2 separate regions of the Mus musculus genome follow, and region 2 is linked to region 1. Evidence: chromatin contacts called from public promoter capture Hi-C data. All regions are on one chromosome and are shown on one strand. The core of a region is the stretch at or near the end of the contact, and the rest is flanking DNA. Distances in the headings are between cores, read along the strand shown. Region 1 overlaps Smarca4 (SWI/SNF related, matrix associated, actin dependent regulator of chromatin, subfamily a, member 4). Region 2 overlaps Ldlr (low density lipoprotein receptor).

Region 1 (7,255 bases), core at 1,832-4,331:
CTTTTGCTTTTAATAAAACTTTCCTGAGTGCCAAAAATATACAAGTATAAAACAGTGACTGGAGCTAGGGCTCAGTGGTACAGAGTACTTCTCTTGATTATGTGAGGCCCTATTTCAACCCAGTATCAAAAACAAAAACACTGGAGACAACAAAGGCAGGTGGATTTCTGAGTTCAAGACCTGCCTGTGCTACAAAGTCAGTTCTAAGACAGTGGCTTTACATAATAAACAGAACTTTTCTCGGCAGTGGTGGCGCACACCTTTAATCCCAGCACTTGGGAGGCAGAGGCAGGCAGATTTCTGAGTTTGAGGCCAGCCTGGTCTACAGAGTGAGTTCCAGGACAGCCAGGGCTACACAAAGAAACCCTGTCTTGAAAAACAAAAACAAACAAACAAAACATTTGTCTCAAAAAAAACCCCCAAAACCAAAACAAACCCCCTGACAAATAAACAAACAGCAAGCCAAAGTCATTAAAATGTATGAGACACACAGCAATGCTTATCTAGCAAGTAAAATGCTTACGTTTTTTGGGGGAGTTGGGGGAGCTAAAAAAGTAACATTTATGAAGCCAGGCACCAAGGCATGCAACTCTAATTACCCATGCTTAGGAGGCTGGAGCAGGGGGATTTGGAGTTTGAGGCCGGCCTAACAGTTCAAGGCAAGCTTGAGTGATACACAGTAAGAAAAAAGATCTCAAAACCCACGTTTATGAAATGTAGCCAAGGGTGAATAGGGATAAACATATAGGTGTAGGGCTGAGGAGATGGCTCCTCCGTTAAGAGCACATAATGCTCTTCCAAAGGATGTGAGTACAAATCCCTGTATGCACGGTGGGAGCTCACAACTGCCTGCACTACAGTTTCAAGGGATCCAATACCCTATTCTGGCTCCTGCTGACAGCAGCAGACACAAGACATACACCCATGAATAAAATCAGTAAGTCTAAAACCAAAATCATATAAGTTTAAACACTATTTACATCCAAAACCAAAAGCCTTACTTCAATAATTTAAGCCTAGATCAGCCAACGAAGTGAGACAAATCACTAAATTACCAAAATCAAGAGTACACGAACAATCACTCTGACCCTACAAAATGATAAAGGCAGTAAGAAACCATTAATCACATGCTGGAAGCTGGGGAGACAGCTACGTGAGTGAACCACTTGCACACAAGTGTGAGGACCTGAGTTCAATCCCCAGACACAACATAATGCCAGATGCAGTACTGCATGTCTATAATCCCAATGCTCCTATGGTGAGATGGGAGGGCAGAGAAAGAAGGATCCCTAGAAACATGTGGGCCAGCTCACCTGTAGTACACAGCAGTAAAGAGAGCTCCAGGCTCTAGGTAGAGGTGAGGATGGACATCTCAGGCTGTCCCCTGACTTCTACATACACACTGTTGTGTGCCTACACTTATATATTTACAGGTAACACACACACACACACACACACACACACACAAAGAGTGAGAAACCAAGCATACTGGGAGAAGATATTTGCAAATTATACACTGGGTCAGAGATGTGTGTCTAGAATAAGTAAGGGCTGAGAGCTCATTAGGACGGCAGCCCAGTTAAGACCAGACTTGAGCAGACTTCCATTGAGGAAGATGGCTGGATGGCGCACATGTGCACATGAAGATGCTTAACATCACTGCGTACTAGGGCAATGCAAATGAAAACCAAATGAGATGCCACCACACACCCACTAAAATGGCCATAAGCAAAAGGACAGACAATACCAAGTGTTGGTGAGGACATGGAAAAACTGGAACCTGTGAAATGGTACAGCCACTTTGGAGAACAGTTGGGCAGTCTTAGAAAGTAAACATAAACTTACCACGTGACCCAGCAAATCCACGCCTAGGCATCTACCCAAGAAAAATGAAAACATATGTCCACACAAACCATGTTTTCAAATGTTCACAACGTAATTATTCATAGTAAAAACAGAAATACAAGTGTCAACCGATGGTGGACAGGTAAACAAAATGTGGTATATTTATACAATGGAACACAATGCAGCAATAAAAAGATCAAGTTCTTACAACACACACAACACATGATGAACCTCGGTAACATGCCAACACACTGGTGCTCCGACTCCATTTGCAGCAAGTCTACAAATGGCTAATCTGGAGATGGAAAGCAGAGTGGTGAGCTCTGTGGGGTGCGTGGCTGTAATCCTAGTACTCGTGAGACTCAAGTTAGAGGATACTAAGTCGAAGCTAGCCTGGGCTATACAGGAAGACTCATCCAACAAGAAATAAAAAACAAACAAACAAACAAACAAAAACGGTTCTGTGGCTTGCTGGGCATAAAGGGAAGGGAGAGCAGACAGCCACAGACAGCTTAAAGGTTGCTTTCTAATTGGTGTGAGGAGCTGATCCGCAGTTCCATATGTTAACTAAGAAATAATTGAACTTTCCAGTTTATGTAAATTAGATCTCAATGAAGCTGTTTACATTAGAACACAATATTCTCTACAGGGCATGGTAGTAACAGGTATAACTAACTCTAGCATTCAGAAAGGCAGGAGGATGCATGTCTGAGCTTCAAGCCAGAATGTGCAAAAAATAGCAAGACCCTGTCTGAAACAAAAAAACAAACAAACAGCTTAGATATATACATATGCACCTAAAACTGACTCTTATGTAGGCAGGTGGCCCTCAAGACTCCAGTAGACATAAAAACCACAAGTCCTCTTTCTAACACAGCAATTCAACAGGGAAGGCTTGAGTAGATGGCATTCCATCGGCCTAATGATGTGGGGAGAAGGGGAACACAAAGCCCAGGGAGAAACAGATGTAGGCAGGAGCCATCAAGAGGCATGAGCAAGAGAACACTGAGGCGAGGCAGCCGCATATATGGGGCACGCACTCATGACTGTTCAATCACAGCACTGATGAATGGGCAAAAGCAGCAGAGCGTTCAGAGGAGTGATGCTGGGTGCTTGAAATGTGGCCAGTGCAACCGAGGAAATGATTAAACTGGATTGCCCTGAATGGAAACAGTCCACAAGTTAGCAAAGCTCTGAAGCACCACTTCCAGGCAAGCCCAGAGCTGTGGCTGCCCCTGCCACACCATGCCCTGCCAGCACACAAGGCACAAGGGCACAGTCCACAGGGTGACATCCACAAACAAGGTGGAAACCCCAACAACAGTTAAAACAAAGTGGTCTCTTACCTCCTCCTCCTCTTCAGAGCCACTTTCTTCACTGTCTGACCTGGGGGCTACTTCATACCTAGGGAACACAGCAGTATTTGGATGCAGCTCTGCCTGCAAGTAGCAGCTTTACTTTCCCTAGAACCTGATCTGGCCCTCAAATGCAAGTACCACTGCCCCAGCCGCAAGTCCCACAAAGGAAGCATTTAACTCACCCTGGGTTCATTTCAAGCCAGGCTTCCAGCTGCCCGGCTTTTGGGGCATCTGTGCCAGTGAGGATCTTGCCACTCTCCACGTGGATCACCTTCACAGGGAGGTCACTCATCTGGCTGGTCTCATCCAGAGGCTGAAAGAAAGTGACTGTCAGGAGCAAAGACTCCCCAGTTCCCACCCCGGGACCCAAATGCAGAGATCACAAGGAGGAGACTGGTCTGAGCTACAGCATCAGAAACCAAGGAGGAGGACAGAAGACGCAGCACATCACTCTGAAGGTAAAAAGGACTGAGGCCTGATAATTTCTCTACCCTAAAATTTGGATTAAAATGCTTGGGATGGGGCTGGTGAGATGGCTCAGTGGGTAAGAGCACCCGACTGCTCTTCTGAAGGTCAGGAGTTCAAATCCCAGCAACCACATGGTGGCTCACAACCATCCGTAACGAGATCTGACGCCCTCTTCTGGAGTGTCTGAGGACAGCTACAGTGTACTTACATATAATAAATAGATAGATAGATAGATAGATAGATAGATAGATAGATAGATAGATAAATCTTTTAAAAAAATGCTCGAATGAGTCTCAGTTATATTTAAAAAAAATTTTTTTGCTTGTATTTCTGTTCACTATATATGTGCCTGGCACCCCAATAGGAACCCCAGAAGAGGGCATGAGATCCCCTAAATCTTGAGTTATAGACAGTTGGGAGCTGCCATGTGCATGCTAGGAATTAAACCCAAGTCCTCTGCAAGACCAGTCAATGCCCTCAACTGCTAAGCCATCTCTGTAGCCCTTCATCTCAATTTTCCACAGACATACAACTCTAAAAAGCGTGTGAGGCCAGGGACAAGCAGAGTGACACTGACACCAGGAACTTAGAAGAGAAACTGCTACAGTGCTGACTCAGCACCATCCCCTAAAGCTTACTTTTGTAAGGTGAGACTGCTGCCTTCAGTCCCCCACATGGCTTAGAAAAATGGCTCTGTGCTTCAGGCACAATGGCTGACGCAGGCTGCCAGCTTCAGCTAGGCAGTAAGACTTTGTCTCAAACAATAAAAATAAAACAAAATACTAAAACCGCTGACAGTGGCTTTGTGCTGTAATATGGCAGCCCACATTCTTTTAGAATAATTCAAGAGAACATCAATGCTGGCTAGTGTTTTGTCAATATGATAGAAGCTACAGTCATCTGAGAAGAGAACTCAGTGAGAAAATGCCTCCGTAAGAATGTCCTATGGGCAAGCCTGTGGGGCATTATCCTCGTTGATGACTGATACAGAAAGCCCACTGTGGATGGTCCAGCCTTGGGCACCATCAGAAAGTAGGCTTCCTCCAGTCTTTGCATCATTTGTTTCACCCAAGCTCCTGCCTTAAATTTCTATCCTGAGTTCCCTCTGTTATTTGTAACCTGAGATGAAATGGACATTTCCCTCTCCAACTTGATTTTGGTTGTGTTATCAAAGCAATTGAAACCTTAAGGTAATATCCCCTATAAAAATCCCTCGGAATGGCTAGTTAATAGTCACAGCAGTATGTTTGGGGCCAGCCTAAGACACAAGTCAGCCACTGCTGTCTTCCTGGAATGCTTAGGAGGAAGCACTTGCCTCAGAGAACAGGAAAACAGTCCCCTAGGGCCACAATGGAAGCAAGACTGCTGATGTCTGTGGGTGAGCTTAGCTCAGCTGTACAGCATGTGCTTAAGAGTGTGCGAAGCTCCAGCTTCCATTCCTGGCAGAAACCTAGAAGCTAGGGAAAGGAGACAATGACTTTTCATGCTTTCTCCTTTTCCCTGCCCTGAGTATACAGACACCATGTGGGATGGCTCCAAGATTCAGGAAGAGTCCTCTCCCAAGAACGTACGATGCGGGCGCCTAAATTTTGCTGTTTCTATCTCTCGAAGTGTAAGGAATGCTGTTCATGTCCCCAGTCAGTAGTTTTGGCTACTGCAGCCTGAGCTGAGCAAAAACATCAACTATATAGGGCACAATATACTCGTAACAGAGGACAGGGCAACAGACACTGAAAGGACTTGGATAAAAAGGTCAACCTGCGTATCAAAGTTCATGCAGTGAACTCGGGCACGGGGCATGCCTATCATCCTAGCACTCAGGAGGCTGAGGAAGGCAGGAGGTCTGTGAGTTTGGGGCCAGCTTTGGCTATATAGTAAGTTCAAGGCGATCCTGGACTATATAACAAGAATCTTATATTAAAAGCAACAGCCAGGCACAGTGATATATGCCCTTAATTCCAGTAGTTGGGAGGGAGGTGGAGCTCTGTGAATTTGAAGTCAGCCTGGTCTACATAGAGTTCTGGAATAGCTCAGTCTACACAGAAAAACCCTACCTTTAAAAAAAAAAAAAAAAAGAAAGAAAGGTGGAGAGATGGCTCAGTGGTTAAGAGAACTGGCTGTTCTTCAATTCCCAGCACCCATATGACAGCTTACCAATGTCTGCAACTCTAGTTCCAGGGATCTGACAATGTAACATACATGCATGCAAAACAACAATGCACACCAAATAAATACATTACAAACAAACAATCAAACAAGAAGCCCCTCAGGGGCCAGAGAGATGGTTCAGAAGTTAAGAGTACTTGTTGTTCTTGCAGAGAACCCAGGTTCAGTTCCCAGCACCCACATGGCAGCCCGCAACCATCCATTATTCCATGGACATGACATCTTCTCTGGATTCTGGAGAACCAGGCATGCACATGGTACACAGATAATGCACAGGCAAAACACTCCAAAATATTAAGAAAAAAATTAAATAAAAGTTTTGTCAGGCATAATGGCCTAGGAGGCAGAAGCAGGCAGATTTCTGTAAGACTGAGGCCAGCTTAGTCTATCTACCCAAGTATCATCTAGGCAAGGCATGGTTACTCCATGAGACCTTGTCTCAAAAGGACTAATTAATTGGTTAATGAAAATTTTAAATTAAAAAAGGGAAGCGCAATACAGTAGTCCATCACACCTGTGCTGACATTATGCTGGAGTGGAAGACAAGATCAGATATTCAAGGTCATCTTCAGGCAAATAGGGATTATAAGGTAAGCCTGGGCTACATGAGACCCAACTTCAACAGAAGTTAATGGCAGAGTGCTTGCTTCACAAGCATAAGCACATAAGTTTGAGGCCAAGGATGTACAACAACGGGCTGGTGAGATGGCTCAGTGGGTAAGAGCACCCGACTGCTCTTCCAAAGGTTCGGAGTTCAAATCCCAGCAACCATATGGTGGCTCACAACCATCCATAAGGAGATCTGACTCCCTCTTCTGATGTGTCTGAAGACAGCTACAGTGTACTTACATATAATAAATGAAAAATAAAATAAATCTTAAAAAAAAAAAAAAAAGAATGTACAACAACAGGCAGGCCACTAGTAATGTCAGCACTCGGAGGCAGACACAGGAGGTTCAACAGAGACTTGCTGGCCAAACTCCAGCCAAACTGTTCTGTCAATAAAAAACACTGTCTCAAAGGAAGTGGATAGGGTTTCTTAGGATGACACTCAAAGTTGCCATTTAGCCTACACAGGTACACACACCTGCAAACAGACATATACGCGTGAAACAGAAAAGCCAAACAAAAGAATCCAAAAATTAACATTACATAGAGGTTTTCAGTGAGACATTTTCCTAATAGCTTCAAGAAACAAATGACCTAAAATTAGCCTAACATCACCAGTTCAAACATGCTAACAGTGAAACAAAAGGTTCTTCTATTACATCTTCATAAAGAGCTTGTCCAAATACCCAGGAATGAAAAGCATCCAAATGTGTGTGTTGGACGCACCAAGGCCTATGACAACAGTTCTCAACCTGGGGGGGTCGAACGACCCCTTCACAGGGCTGCCCAAGACCATTGGAACACAAGAG
Region 2 (7,255 bases), core at 2,119-4,618, 100 kb before region 1:
GGCAGTCCTTGAAGGCCTGTGAAGCCACGGGCTTTCCAGGCCACTTGCTTCTCCACTTTCTCTCTGAGGCAGTTTGGCTCTTGCCCCAAACAAAGGGCAGAAGGAAGGACGGATGTGCCACCCCGTGGATTCAGAGGAGATGGCAGGCCTGGGTAGAGGTCCCACCAGTCTGGCAGAAGGTGGAATTACTGGGCTAACGAGGCTCTGAAGTGCACAGGGTCACACAGAAAACTACAGCAGAGCCAGGGTCGGAGCCAGGTTGTTTGTCTAGTGTATCTCCATTCCTGTTCTGTTTCCCCAAGACTCTTTCCCTGAATTTTTCTTTTCTTTTTTCCCTTCAGGGGGAGGGGAGGGAGTTCGAGACAGGGTTTTCTCTATGTAGCCCTGGCTGTCCTGGAACTCACTCTGTAGACCAGGCTGGCCTCGAACTCAGAAATCCGCCTACCTCTGCCTCCCAAGTACTGGGATTAAAGGCGTGAGCCACCACACCTGGCTAAGATTTATTTATTATATGGAAGTACATTGTAGTTGTCTTCAGACACACCAGAACAGGGTGTCAAATCTCATTCCTGATGGTTGTAAAACCCTGTCTCGAAAAACCATAAATAAATAAATAAATAAATAAATAAATCTTAAAAAAAAAAAAAAGACTTGCTCTTTGGTTAGTGTGCTCACCTTCATCATCCCTCGTGGATGTGTGAGACAGAGAATAATGCCTCTGTCTTAAAAAATACCCCTCGTGGATGTGTGAGACAGAGAGAATAATGCCTCTGTCCTAAAAAAGACGGCCGGTGAGAGACACAGCTCAACACTAACACTGGGAAGGCTGAGGCAGGTGAGTTTAGTCTGGGTTTTCAAGTTTATAATGAGGTTGGTTGGATGTTATTCTATGGCAGGCTCACTGATGTCCCAGGAGGGGGTCAGGGAAGTCGCTGTGCAGACAGAAAGGCAGCGGCTGGGACAGAGGAAGAAAGTATACAAGCAGAGGAGACAGAACCAAAATGTCTAGATTACCTAATAGAGCCTTGGGGAGAGGAAGCCCCGCCCCTGGGCTGCAGGGGCTGGAAAGTTCAGGGTAGACTGTGGGGTGTACCTACCTATGTGCCCAGCAACAGGTAGGGACTGCAGGATACTGGGAGAACTTGTAGGCCAGGTCTGCTTTGGTATTTAAAATAGGCACTTCAGCTACTCTTCCTGGCCCTGCAACCCAACACAGGCTACATTGTGAGATCCTGGCTCCAAACTACCAAAACCACGCAACTCAAACAGAAGGCACAGCTAGCGAAATGGTGGACTCAGCAGCTAAGGACGCTCACTTTGTCACCAGGGGCACGGCGCACACTCGAGCACCAGCTTAGCAAGATGGGAGTTCTCTGAACCTTGTAACCCCTGACTCTGAGCAGAGCAGAGCCAGGCTGGGCCTTGTTGGCATTAGACATAGCTGAGGGGGCCCCAGGTTCAGGGAAGAACTTTGCCTCAAAGGAACAATTTGGAGTTTCAGGACACCCACACGGAGAGAGGTGCGTGACCCCCTCCCCCCCACACACACACAAGCCTGTTCCTAAGCCTGGGTGAATACAGAGAAGTGGCTTCACAAAGCTATCCTCCAAGCCTCCCGATGCCTCCTCTGCACCCCACACCTCACACACATAAGGATGACAAAGTTTCCAAAAAAGAATTTAATCCATCACAGTATGATATTTTCAGCCTATAAAAACATCTGAACAAGGGTTTCAAAGCAGTTCCCACCCACTCAAAGCAACGCACAGGACAGGCCTGAGATCAGCCCATTCAAATCATCTTTGTATACAGAGCATCCCAGAGTATCACCCCAGCCTAACCTGGAGAAATTGCAGAGAGGTGCAGCAATCAGGGTTTGCAAAAATAAATAGATTTAATACATATGTGTGATATCCTTGAATATACAGAATGAAAACCGAGCCAGGTGCCATCGGCACATTACAGAGCTCTTTACAAGTGTCCCAGTGGGCTGGGCAGTGTGCCCTTGTGTCTTGAGTAGTGGACAGGTGGATCTACCCAGGAATCCAAGTAAGGCCACCACTGTCTTCTTAGGTTACCCATGTGACAAATCTGTGGCAATTTCTAAGTATTCTTCCAAGTCCCACCAAATAGTCTGGGATTTCTTTTGGTTTTTAGATATATAAGGTCTCACTATGTAGGCTTGGACCTCAGACATGTGCCCACCTCTTCCTCTTGAGCATAGGATTAAAGCCAAGTGCCACCACACCTGAGAAACCATGCGTGTATCCCTCCCCTCGCCCCATCTCTCCCCTTCAGCAGGCTGGATGTCTCTGTGAGAGAGGATGACGTTACCAGAGGAGCTAAACAACTCTGCTGTGCAGAGCCAGAAACCACCAAACAAACAAACAAACAAACAAACAAACAGACTAACTAAACACCAGACAGAGGCCCTGAGTTCCCCCCAGTACTGAAGAAGGCAATGGATGCTTGGAGCCTGGCAATTATCTTCTGTGGTCAATGATTCGGGGCCACTTCCGGCCTGAGGTCCCATCCAATGCACCAGGGTCAGTGCAACCTAGGAGTACAAATGTGGACCACGTGGGTGCCCAGCACAGAACGGGAAAAGTGCGCAGAGAGAAGTGCAAGCCTCACTCGGAGACTCGGGGGCTGGGCACAGGACAGGGGTCCTGCCGGCCACCCCTGAGCAGCAGGACACTGAGCAGGCCAGGACTCCTGAGCAAGGCAACCAGTTGTCTCAGGCACTTGATAAATATTAAGGGAGAATGGCGACTTGGGCTTGTCCCTCCAGGAACGGGTGACGTTTTGGCAAAGGCATGAGCGGGTATCCATCACTGGCAGCTGCCGGCCTCAAGATCCAGCAAGATCAGTACCGAATGTCACGAGTCACTTTCCTGGCTTCTGATGGGGGCGGCAGAGTCAGGCAGGAAGGCTCTGGGATGAAGGTCAATGCAGGAAGTCCTGAGGTTAGGGACTGGCTATGGTACCCAGGACCCGGTCAGTAGTACCTGCTGTCTCATGTCCAGCAGGCTTCTCTCTGCCTGGGTGGGTCTCTTCCTCCTCCGTGTTAGTGTTGAAAAGAGTAGAATTCAGAAGCTTCTGGGACAGCCTATTTGGCTTCCAAGGAAATGAAGATGGGAGAAAAAAAAAAATTCCCAGGCAGAATTCGAATTTCAAGCACAGCCAGTAGCCTTTTCTGTCCCCAGACAATAAATATATAAAACAGAACCTGGGGCAGACAGGCAGCTGAGCTTGGCCCCCAGCCCAGCTTTGCTCTTATCTTGCTTTGAGCAACACAGAGCCCAGGGAGGTGGCAGGACCAGTGCTGGATGGGGAGGTCTGGAGAGAGTGTCTTTTCTGCCTAAGCTTGGCAATGGATCCCGGAAAGAGACGGCTCTCCCGGCTGCTCATGCCACATCGTCCTCCAGGCTGACCATCTGTCTCTGTCAGCAAAGCGGAAACACAGGAAACAATCAGACTAACAGGACTATACACAAGCATGGCAGGAATCCACCTCTCTCTCCTGCTCGTGTCCCTCACCTTCTGTCCCTGCGCAGTCACCAGAGGTGGCCAGAACACCTAAGACTGGGTCAACTAAGGCTCACAATGCTCTCCTCTCACTTCCAGGCTCGGATCTTACCACAGATATATCCCGTGTTTCTTTCTGATTTTTTAGAAAACCTCTCTCTCTCTTTCTCTCTCTCTCTCTTTCCTTCCCTCCCTCCCTCCCTCCCTCCCTCCCTCTCTCTCTCTCCCCCCACCCTTGGGAGGGGATGTGTGTGTATGTGTGTGTGTGTGTGTTCTCTGCATTAAAGTTACACATGTGCCTGATGCCTGTGAAGGCCAGAAGGTATCAGATCCTCTGGAACTGGAGTTATAGATAATTGTGAGCCACCATGTGGGAGATGGGAATTGAACCCAGGTCCTCTGGAAGAACAGCCAGTACTCTTAACCACAGAGCCATCTCTCCAGTCTTCCCTTATGCTTCTTAAGTACACTGTGCCCAATCTTATCACAATTTGAGGTCTTTGCAATGAACTGATTCCTCTATTCCCAACCCCCACTCAGAGGAGACCTCCTCCCCGGTCCACATACAGCTGGCTCTAGCATGTTCCTGCTACTGTGAGGCACACCCTAAGCCCTCACTGGGGGCCTAGGCAGGTTCTACCACTGAGCTGTGCATGCCCCTGGTTTGGGCTTCCTCTCCTTCCACTCCACCTAACTTCTGTCCTTCACCTCATTTGATGTCTCATCTCTCCCACAAAGGGCACACTCACTGAGGGGTAGGTATAGCCATCCTGGCTTCGGCAAATGTGGAGCTCGTCCTCTGTGGTCTTCTGGTAGACTGGGTTGTCAAAGTTTATGCTGTTGATGTTCTTCAGCCGCCAGTTCCTCCACAGCAGGACGGCCCCAAGGACAAGGAGGGCAACCAGTGCTGTGGGGAGAGGGGCTTGGTCAGGGGCTCTCAGGAGACCCCGTGCCAGTGAAGCTACCGGCATGTCCATCCTGGCCCTTTCATGTGACAGCGATATGTTTTGAATGTAAAATTATACTCACCTATCATACAAAGAAAAAAACCAAGGGAGTGTGTGTTGGTATAGCATTCACTGGGAGTCTAACACTTCAGGGGAATGAGGCAGGAGGATGCTGACTTCTGAGCCAGCCTGGGCCCCATAGCCTGACCCTGGTTCTAACTTTTGAGATTCTCTGTCAACTTTGCTCTTTTTAATTAATTAATTTATTTATTGAGACAAGGTCTCACTGTGTAGTTCTGGCTGTCCTGAAACTCACTCTGTAGACCAGACTGGCCTCAAACTCCTGTCTCTGCTTCCTGGATGCTAAGATTCAAGGTATGAACCACCATGATTTTTTCACACAGGATCACAATTATTTTTTGAGAAAGAAATCCACTGTCTACCCCACTCCCTTGCCGGTCTAAAAGTCTGTATGTAGACCAGGCTGGCCCTGAGAAAACTCAAGTTGTGTTTCATCACCACCACCAGGGACACTCCACTCCATCTTATTTGTAATGAGTGAGAAGGGGGCAGTGATTCGAGGCAGGCAGGGGCATCCCTCAGGCAGGGGTATTCCATTTTTTGTCAGAAAGGTGACATGGCCAGGTTAGCACTGCAGGCAACACTTACCAATAGGGAAGAAGATGGACAGGAACCTCATACCATGTGGCTGCTCCTCATTCCCTCTGCCAGCCATGTCACCCTGGACTGCAAAAAGGGAAAGGATAAGGTGAGGAGGCTCAAAGACATCAGAGAGGGGACAGGGCAGGACATGTCTAACACCATGTTAAAGTTCAGGGGAACCTGGGAATGTTACTAAGGTCCCTACAAAGTCATGTGGACTTAGTCTGTAGGCAGCTGGCCTCCAGTGTACACAGGGGACAGTTCTAGGATCCCTAGAGATGCCAGACATTTGCACAGAAACTGTACCCACATAGACACTTAACACAGCAAGATGGCTCAGAGAGTAACGAAGCTTGCTGCCAAGCTTGCTAACCTGAGTTTGATCCTAAGCCCCGCATGGAAGGAGGACAGAACATACTGTCACAAGCTGTGTCTGACCCCACAGGCAGAGTGGCCAATTCCCCAAACCCACAAATACATCACATCACTGTAATTAAAAAATGCAGTACTTATGAAATGAAGGCTGGGCCTGGCCGGTACCTTGGTGGGACACTGTCACTGACGCCACTGTGCTGAGCCCTGGGGTGTCCACAGGCTGCCTAGGAGTACTGGGAGCTGAGAGATCCTCACTGTGCTTCGGTGGCCTGGTAGCTGATGCGGTGACCACAGGCCGGACGGCGGATGTCCCCTGGGTGGTCAGTACAGTGTCGACTTCTGATGGGACAATAAACATGACCTGAGGGCCAGGGGCCGGGTGCCACACTGACACCTCTGCTCTGGGTGGAACGCAGGCCACCAAATTCCATGGCATCAGAAATTGAGCAAACTAAATGGGTAAATAGCTGGTGACACTGTCCCTTGTGTCATTCCTGAGGATTATTCCAGGGGGACCTCAAACTTGTCATCCCTCTGCCCCAGTCTCCAGAGTGTTGGTGTCCTGTTCTTACAATAGGACCTGCAAATGGTGAGTGCACTTTGGTCCCTGAGATCAGCGTGACCCCAAAAATCTATGTTGGAAACCTAACCACCAAATTCTTACTGAGGAGAGATTTAAAAAAAAAAAAAAAACTTTGTTGTTTGTTTGTTTTTGAGACACAGTCACACTATGTAGCCCTGGCTGTCCCTGGAACTCACAATATAGACCAGGCTGGCCTCAGACTCAGAGATATGCCTGCCAGAGTGCTGGGGATTTAAGGTCATGTGGCCGTCACAGCAGAGTCTGGTATTTCGTTTTCTCCTTCTATCAAGTGGGCTCTCCGGGATCAAATGCAGGTAGGCACCTTTCTTCAGGAGCTTCTCCGTGGCCCCTCGTGGGTAGGATGCCTGGCAGTGAAACCTTACAGAGGTGACTAAGAGTGAATGAGGTGAGCCGGGCAGTGGTCCCAGCACTTCAGAGGATCTCTAAGTGCAAGGCCAGCCTGGTCTACAGAGCAAGTTCCAGGACAGCCAAGGCTACGAAGAGTAACACTGTCTTAAAAAACACAACAGGCCGGGCAGTGGTGGCGCACACACGCCCAGCACTCAGGCAGAGGCAGGCAGATTTCTGAGTTCGAGGCCAGCTTGGTCTATACAGTGAGTTCCAGGACAGCCAGAGCTACACAGAGAAACCCTGTCTCAAAAGATGCGCCCCCCCCCAAAAAAAAAGTCCTTTAAGTAAATGAATAAATAAAATGAGAATATTTGCTCTGAGTCACTGTGTGACACCCTCCCCTATGTCTACCAGATGCTAAGACCTCTCGTATCCAAACCCAAGAGCTACATGAACTATGCTTTATAAAGTATCCAGTCTCAGGGAATCTGCTTCAGCAACAGGACACAGACAGAGACAACTTCAAACTGAGCCCTTCTCAGATGACATCAGCAAAAAGGGGTCTTCTTACCAGATACCCTGGTCTGAAGTCAGACAACGTCCACACAGAGCTTAGAGACAACTAGAACCCCTAAGAGTAATTTCATTTGAGACAGGCAGAGAACCTCACTCATGAGTCTCCAGACAGCTGGACATCTGGTCAGCCTCTGCAGGCTCATGCGGGTCCACCTCTGGGGACTTGTGCCCCTACCTGTGAGGCAGCTCCGCATGTCCTTGGCCAGCAGCATGCCATCAGGGCAGGCGCAGG

The links. Capture Hi-C pulls out chosen DNA fragments and counts their contacts.
Region 2: a promoter capture Hi-C map of pancreatic islet shows a contact between it and region 1. The contact joins two enhancer-like sites. A contact is called at or near these places in 4 of 39 promoter capture datasets (embryonic stem cells, liver, maxillary cranial neural crest and 1 more), 10 of 484 Hi-C or Micro-C datasets (CD8 T cells, DN3 thymocytes, Th1 cells and 7 more), 6 of 115 datasets of contacts at active chromatin or transcription factors (the 230-238 cell line, bone marrow-derived macrophages, double positive thymocytes and 3 more) and 4 of 9 other capture datasets (adipose tissue, embryonic stem cells, liver and 1 more).

What each region holds. Positions count from the first base shown.
Region 1 is chr9:21,643,612-21,650,866 of GRCm38.p6, reverse strand. Smarca4 (SWI/SNF related, matrix associated, actin dependent regulator of chromatin, subfamily a, member 4) reads right to left here. Exons shown (of 34, transcript NM_001174078.1): 12 at 3,386-3,516; 13 at 3,192-3,249. Among named protein-coding and RNA genes, the nearest start is that of Smarca4, 31 kb to the right of the region's middle. Within about 2 kb of position 3,081, at least 10 of the 459 cell types and tissues checked have an H3K27ac peak or open chromatin away from gene starts, as enhancers often do. A contact at or near this core is called in pancreatic islet, where this site is marked.
Region 2 is chr9:21,744,329-21,751,583 of GRCm38.p6, reverse strand. Ldlr (low density lipoprotein receptor) reads right to left here. Exons shown (of 18, transcript NM_010700.3): 14 at 7,199-7,255; 15 at 5,679-5,852; 16 at 5,145-5,222; 17 at 4,278-4,435; 18 at 1,665-3,443. The coding sequence ends at 3,408. Among named protein-coding and RNA genes, the nearest start is that of Spc24, 12 kb to the left of the region's middle. Within about 2 kb of position 3,368, at least 41 of the 459 cell types and tissues checked have an H3K27ac peak or open chromatin away from gene starts, as enhancers often do. A contact at or near this core is called in pancreatic islet, where this site is marked.